Linked DNA regions of Macaca mulatta: region 2 is linked to region 1. The links are chromatin contacts, called in public Hi-C maps. All regions are on one chromosome and are shown on one strand. The core of a region is the stretch at or near the end of the contact, and the rest is flanking DNA. Distances in the headings are between cores, read along the strand shown.

What was found. Hi-C and Micro-C count contacts between places; a contact is called where the count stands out from the background.
Region 2: a contact with region 1 is called in a Hi-C map of cortical neurons, with 2.1 times the contacts expected there. The contact joins the promoter of RETREG3 here to the promoter of MLX in region 1. A contact is called at or near these places in 2 of 14 Hi-C or Micro-C datasets (cortical neurons and liver).

Annotation. Positions count from the first base shown.
Region 1 is chr16:66,918,837-66,922,194 of T2T-MMU8v2.0, reverse strand. It overlaps MLX (MAX dimerization protein MLX), which reads right to left and starts at 1,945. Exons shown (of 7, transcript XM_015119717.3): 1 at 1,719-1,945; 2 at 1,392-1,428; 3 at 443-549; 4 at 84-183. The coding sequence starts at 1,922. All of the region lies in intron 20 of ATP6V0A1 (ATPase H+ transporting V0 subunit a1), which reads right to left. It overlaps COASY (Coenzyme A synthase), which reads right to left. Exons shown (of 10, transcript XM_015119716.3): 9 at 3,232-3,358; 10 at 2,760-3,131. The coding sequence ends at 3,069.
Region 2 is chr16:66,961,158-66,964,290 of T2T-MMU8v2.0, reverse strand. It overlaps RETREG3 (reticulophagy regulator family member 3), which reads left to right and starts at 1,492. Exons shown (of 9, transcript NM_001194496.2): 1 at 1,492-1,832. The coding sequence starts at 1,594. The region is part of intron 20 of ATP6V0A1 (ATPase H+ transporting V0 subunit a1); the gene reads right to left. All of the region lies in intron 1 of PSMC3IP (PSMC3 interacting protein), which reads left to right. It overlaps TUBG1 (tubulin gamma 1), which reads right to left. Exons shown (of 13, transcript NM_001261011.1): 3 at 1,125-1,192; 4 at 690-802; 5 at 320-487. The coding sequence starts at 1,173.

The sequences.
Region 1 (3,358 bases), core at 696-3,195:
CCGAGCCATGGGTGGGTAGGAGGCGCTGGCTTCTTCACAGCCCCTCTTGACTCCAGCCCCTCCAGTGCTTTCCCTAGCCATACTCTTTTGTAGAACGATGGCTTTGCTGAGCTTTTGGGAGCCAATGGAGAAGTCCTGCTGCTGGCAAGTGGGGACGATGGTCTGAAGGTCATCATAGCCTCTCTGTGGAGACAGCAGGGGAAATGGGGTTTTTAACCCTGAGAGATTAAAGCAAACTGGCACAAAGTTCTTTCGTGATACCAAGTTCTATGCTCACAAACACAACGGGTTGGGAAGGCTGCAATGGAAGTGTTCGTGCCTGGGACTACACTATCTGCCCACCCCTAGGGTGCCTGGGACTGTCTGAGAGGGTCAGGGCACAGGGAAGCTGAACTATGCAGGGCCCTCCTACACTGGCTGAGGCACAGGCCTCCCTGGTCACCTTGATGGCGTCCCTCCTCTTCTGCTCAGCCTGAGTGTGTGCTCGCCGCCGCCGGTCTTTGTAGGACTCCTTGTAGGCCTCCTGGTGGTAATCACTGTCCTCGTCATCTACGCTCAGAGATGGGGGCAGGGAGAGGTCATCTTGGGGCCCAGTGGGGTCCAGCTAGCCCACCTTTCCCCATCTGGGAAGAACCTGGTGTCCAGAGAAGGCAGATGGACAGAGAACCTAATGTTCCAGATGAGGTGAAAGATGGTGAGACCCTGTGTCTGATACTTGGGCTCCAGCACCCCTGTGTGGATGGCTGGGGCTTCCCTGTCTAGGAAAGGTACTACAATTATGACGTGTCTGAGCCCCTCGAGGTGGGGGGGATGTAACTGCCTACCTGTGTTGGGGACAGAAGAGGCACTGGTGGAACCGATGCTATTAGCTCTGGACACTACATTCCCCTTGCGGGTGCTTTCTACAAAAAGCCCTGGAAAAGAGAGGCCCCAATCACTAAGGGGCAGGGTGGGGAACACTGCCAGACCCTCAGACACCTGTAGGACACAATGGCTTTCTTAAATGCTGACCTCTTCCCTTCAACCCAAAGCCAACTATACTGGGCCCCCCACTTCCAGCCAGACTACGCTGCAGCGCTCTGCTCCCTAGTGTCTACACTGCTCCATAGGCCTGCATGATACCCCCTGGCTCACAAACGGGCATCTGGACGTGACAGAGTGTGAGTGATCAGCTGCCATTAGTTCCACCACTTCCCTGTTCCAGAACAGAGGGAACTAGGTGTCACCCTCAGTTGTTTTCTGCCCTCGTCCTTCAGCTCCTGCTGTCTCAAGCCAGGAACTCTGCTCAGGGACAGTGGACTGTGCTCAGGCGTGGTTGGCAACACCACAAGAATTCTAGAGAGCCTGGGCGGGAGTGTACCTCTAGAGCTTAAGATGGGGGAGCTACTCACCGGGGTCCAGGCTGTTGTCGCTGTAGGCATACTCCACCTGCGGCACAGAGCACGGGAGGGGCCCGTCAGACCTCCGCCCCTGGTGGGGGCGACACTTTCACTGCAGGCACACACAGCGCGCCCCGCATTCCGGGAAGGCACCTCTGTCACCCTGCGCGCTCGCGCACACACAGCCCGGGGTGCGCGGGCACCTTAATGATTCCCCCGAGACTTGGCACGGGCTAGGCCGTGCGAGCGCCTCCCCCGTGTATGATCTCTTCCGCCCCTACTCCACCCCAGTCCCCTGTTCCCCCGACTCGCGCGCACACGCCTCGTTTGTCTCCCCACCTTGGCACACGCGGGGTGAGAGCTGTCTTCTCTGCAGCCCCGGGGCCCGGAGAGCATGGGGGACTTTGGGGACAGGAGGGAAGCCCCTCGTCTTCCGGCCCCCCTACGTGCACGAGCCCGACCCGCCCTCCCCTCGCTGGCGTGCGCGCCCACGGGGCTTGCCTTGACCCAAGGGTCCTCGGGAGAGGCGCCCGGCTCAGTCATCTTGGACCCACCGGACCGGAAACGAGCCGGCGGGCGGGCCCCCTGCGGCGAGGAAACGGGTGGTGTGCCCACGTGACCCACGCCCGCCAATCCGCGACCGAGAGGTTGGGCAGGGCGAGAGCATCGCGCATGCGCGGCCCAAAGACGTCTCCCGTACTCCAGCTGTCAAAGCCCGGCGCTCGGCCTGGCGCCAGCCGCCTTTGGGACTGCTCCCCGTCGTGCCTGCCCTCTCTGGGTTAGGCATTGGAATGGCGGCGACATGAAGCGCGTTTTGTAAGACGGAGTACCTGCAATTGGCTTGTCAGCATACCGCCGCAGGTAGTGTGTGCATGCGCACTGTCCGGCCGGCTGGCTCCACACGTTACCCTGCGGGCGGTCTCCCCGCGCTCCCCGGACCTGCACTGCAGCGGGTGTGTCAGGAGCCGGGCAGAGAAGCTCCGCAGCCACACTGTCCGACCCCACCAGGCTGCAAGCTCTGTGAGGGCAGAGGCCCCGCCTGGCGCGTGGAAGGCTGATCTTCCAACACCCAGCCCAGTGTCTGGCAGGATGCATGTGGAATGAATCCTTGCAAAGAACCCGCTAGCTAGGTTATGCGGCCTCTCAGATTAAAAAAACAAAAACAAAAAAACACGGCAGTACCTAGAAAGTCTACACCTTACTCAGAAGCACACAGCTGGTCAGTGGGACGGCCAAGGCTCGCCTAAAGGCCATCCGGCCATCCTCTTAACCACTGCATTGCCCAGGCTTCCAGCTCAGGCCTGGGCCCTGCACTTGTGGCTTAAGGATCTCAAAGAGACTTAGAGGCATTGGAGCAGGAAGCAGACACCATCCAGGCAATACCTGGGAACATTCACCTTTAATTCTGTTACAGGTTCCAGTATTTGCGCTGGCCCTAGTCAGCTGTGGGTAAGAGTCACCCATGGGCAAGAGTGGGGAGGGGCCTGCTCATCCATGAACCACATCCTCAGTGTTGGCCAAATACCAGTGTTGGGTAGGCTTCCTGAGTCCACCAGGCCTGGCCATGTCCTACACAGCATAGCTTAGACCTCTGGGCCTGAACCAGGATACGCATCAAGGCCCCCATTTCTCCTCACCACGGGGTCGCTTGTCAGCTCCAGGGGCCAGTCTGGCCCCACTGAGAACTTCTCAGTCAAGGGCCTGGTGAGTCTTGGGAATGCGCTTCTGCAGGAGGGCCCAGGCTTTCTCCACCTTCAGACAGGCCGGAATGTTGGGAGGAAGAGAGGGCAGGGTCAGGCAGCATCCACTGGAGACTCCTTCCCCACAACCCAGCCTTGCCCTGGGCACCAACCTGGCGTTGGGTGATATGCGGCTCCCACAAGGTGCTGAGCACCACGTGGCTCTGTTCCACAAGCTGCTGCCCGCTCATCTGGCTCTGCAGCCGGCTTTGAGCTGCGGCTTCACTCAGGCCATCCCTC
Region 2 (3,133 bases), core at 243-2,742, 43 kb before region 1:
ACTAGTTATGAAATGTCCTTTGGTTTCATGGCTTTCTGGATCCTGGAAAGGCACATAAGGGACTGTGGACCTGTAGTACTTACTTCTAGGGTTGTTGGGAGATTTAGAAAAATTAATATATGTAAAGCACTTAGAATGGCCTGGCACACTGCATTAGCTAGCATAGGCGCTTGACAATATTACATGGTCCACTCCCTGCAGCCACGTCTCTCCCTCCAGCATTCATACATCCCTGATCTGGTTTCCTCTCTCCCTGGGACGTCATAGGGCCTGTCCCTACCCAGGGAGTTGTGGGCCCTGTCAGGGAATAGGAAACGACCTGGGAGAATCCACTGGCCCAGTTGTTGCCAGCTCCTCCTCCATGCTCCGACAGGTAGATGTTCTCTGGGTTGTAGAGCTTGGCATAGGGGGAGTTGAGGATGGAGTGGATCACCCGGGGCTCCAGGTCCAGCAGCACGGCCCGGGGGATGTAGTGCTCATCGTCTGCCTGTCAAGGGGAGTCCAGGAGGGGGCCCAATCAGCTAGGGTGGCCCAAGTCCTAAGTCCTCCCAACTCTGGCTCCCTCCAGCCCTCCCTCCTCATGCCAGCCGCCTGGCCCCACTGCCCAGCAGGGTTCCCAGTACCAGGCCACTCCCTTCCCTTCTGGCCCCTCGGGCCATTGCCGCCCTTGGCCAAGTCGCTGGGGGCACCTGGTAGAAAAAGACGTCCTTGCGGTCAGTGCCTTCGGTGGCGAACTCCTCCACGATGCCCTCGGGGCTGATACCATGCTCAGCGCACAGCTGTTTCCAGAACTCGAACCCAACTGGGGGGGAAGGGGCAGGCAGGGGAGAAAGAAGATATCTAGTTCCGGGCAGGTTCCAGTCAGGAGCGGAGGGACTGGGCGCCTGCGTCCAGGAATAAGAAGTCAAGCCGTAGGACTCTCCCGTGTCTGAGGAAAGGACTGTACGCCAGGGACAGGGCAGGGGAGGGCCCCTCGGGGCTGGGCAAGTGGACACTGGGTCAGGGATGTCTCGCCTTTCAGAGAACTACGATTCTGGCAAGGACAGATGGAGTCCAGGATCCTACAGCGAGATCACATTGACCCTAAGGAACCTGGCTAGCTGAGGGGCCGGAGTTTCGCTCACTCTGATTGCCGCACTGGCCCAACTGAAGGGTGATGATTTCCCTCGGCATCGCTCCTCAGGCACCGGCGTTGCAGCCGCTCCCGCCCGCAACGCCGCCGCACGCCAGCCCGCTCGCCGCAAGACGCAGGCGCGAAACAACAAGCTCCACCCACGACCTTCATCCGCTCCAATGAGAACCGAGTTCTGGCAATGAATGGCATGTCTTTAAGCACTGGCCTTCATTCATGCAGATTGCGCGTGCGCGGCTTCTGATCGGGCTCTGAGCCGACGGATCAGGTTCCGCGCCTCAACGCTGGCGGGGTACTTTGACTCGGCGTCCTCCCTCCCCTCTGGGTAGACGCCCGCTTGGGCCTGCGCGCAAGCGCGCTGTGGTGCGAAGCGGCCTCCCACGCCGAATCGCGCATCTGCGCAGTTGCTGTTATTGTGACTGTCGGGCCACGGCCCCGGATGTTGTGGCTGCCGGGGGGAGATGGCGGAGGCCGAAGGGGTGGCGGCGACCCCAGGCCCGGCTTCGGGGTCGACTTTCAGGGGCCGCCGAGATGTGTCAGGCTCCTGGGAGCGGGACCAGCAGGTTGAGGCGGCGCAGCGGGCCCTGGTCGAGGTGCTGGGGCCTTACGAGCCTCTGCTGAGTCGGGTGCAGGCAGCCCTGGTGTGGGAGCGGCCAGCCAGGAGCGCCCTGTGGTGCCTGGGGCTGAACGCGGCTTTCTGGTGAGAGAACTGGACCCTCGGAAACCCTCCGAGTCCCGAATTCGTCGGTTCCTCTAGGGCTGTACTCGCCTGCCCTGTTTTCTTCGCTGCACTGGCTCCTTCTTGTACCTGCCTAATTTTGCCTCACCTCTTTCCACTCCATCCCGCCTGCAGGCTTGGGCACCCCAGTTCTTCCCAGGGCCGTCCACCCGTCTTCTCTGCCTTACCGGTGCCCGCACCTCCGCCGTGCACATCTGGCGGGAGCTTCTGGTAACATCTTGAGCCGCTCAAGAGTGAGCTAGGGCGCCTCTTTTGAGCCCGGGAAAGCTGCGTCCCTTTAAAGCCATCACTTCCTTTCTCTTGTCTGCTCAAGTGCAAGTTCTAGATTGTTTCCAGAGGTTTTAGTAGTTGTTGTTGGAGTACAGGCGTGAAGTCTTGCAAAGGTATCCATAGGTGTGATTTTAAAACAAGCTTGAGCGATTCGCATGAATTAGCATGTTGTATATCTAGGAAGGAAGTTTATGAAGTCTGAGCGTCAGTGTGAGCCCCCAAAGCTGAAAATTGAAAGAAAAGTACAAGCTTTTAAAGAACAGTTAGGAAATGACGGAGATTTCACCCGTTTCAAAGCCACCTGTGATTGTAACTCCTCCCTGTTCCAAGGAATTAGAGAGGCATCCTTAGCCATTGTTTATAGGCAAAGAAATTGAGGATGTCCAATAGTGTGTGTGTGTTCCTGAGCTGGAAAAGTGGCACTATAAATATGCTTTATCTGTGTGTGTCATGCTCTGTGAAAATGGAACTGCTACTTCTCTCAGTTGTCATCACCTAAAGCGGACCTAGGACTTCATAGGAGCTAGCAACCATAGTTTTGGATTTATTCGTAATGGAAGAGGTTCCAAGGGAACTGACTTCTAGGGGGCCTTCTGCAGCTGAATGGATTAAGACTGTTCTGGATAAGCCTGAAACAAAATATGTGTGTTTTTTAAATGTGTTTTTGCTAAAAATAGCTTCCCCTTAAAATTGGTTTTAAAATCAAAACATTATCCTTTATCTGAAAGATTTTCAGTGAGCTGAAGCAGAACAAATAATTCCAAGTTCATTGACCTGAAGACAGTGTTCAGCTATTAAGCTAATCCTCTCCCAGTTTGAAAGAGACCCAGTTAAATGTGTCACAGTAGTCTCTGGCATTTGTGGCTTCCAGAGCCATTAGCATACTCGATGGTAAACTTTTCCTACTACTTCATTTATTCTTGGTAGTGCTTTTTCCCTTTTTTTTTTTTTTAGACAGAGTTTCGCTCTTATTGCCCAGGCTGGAGTGCAAT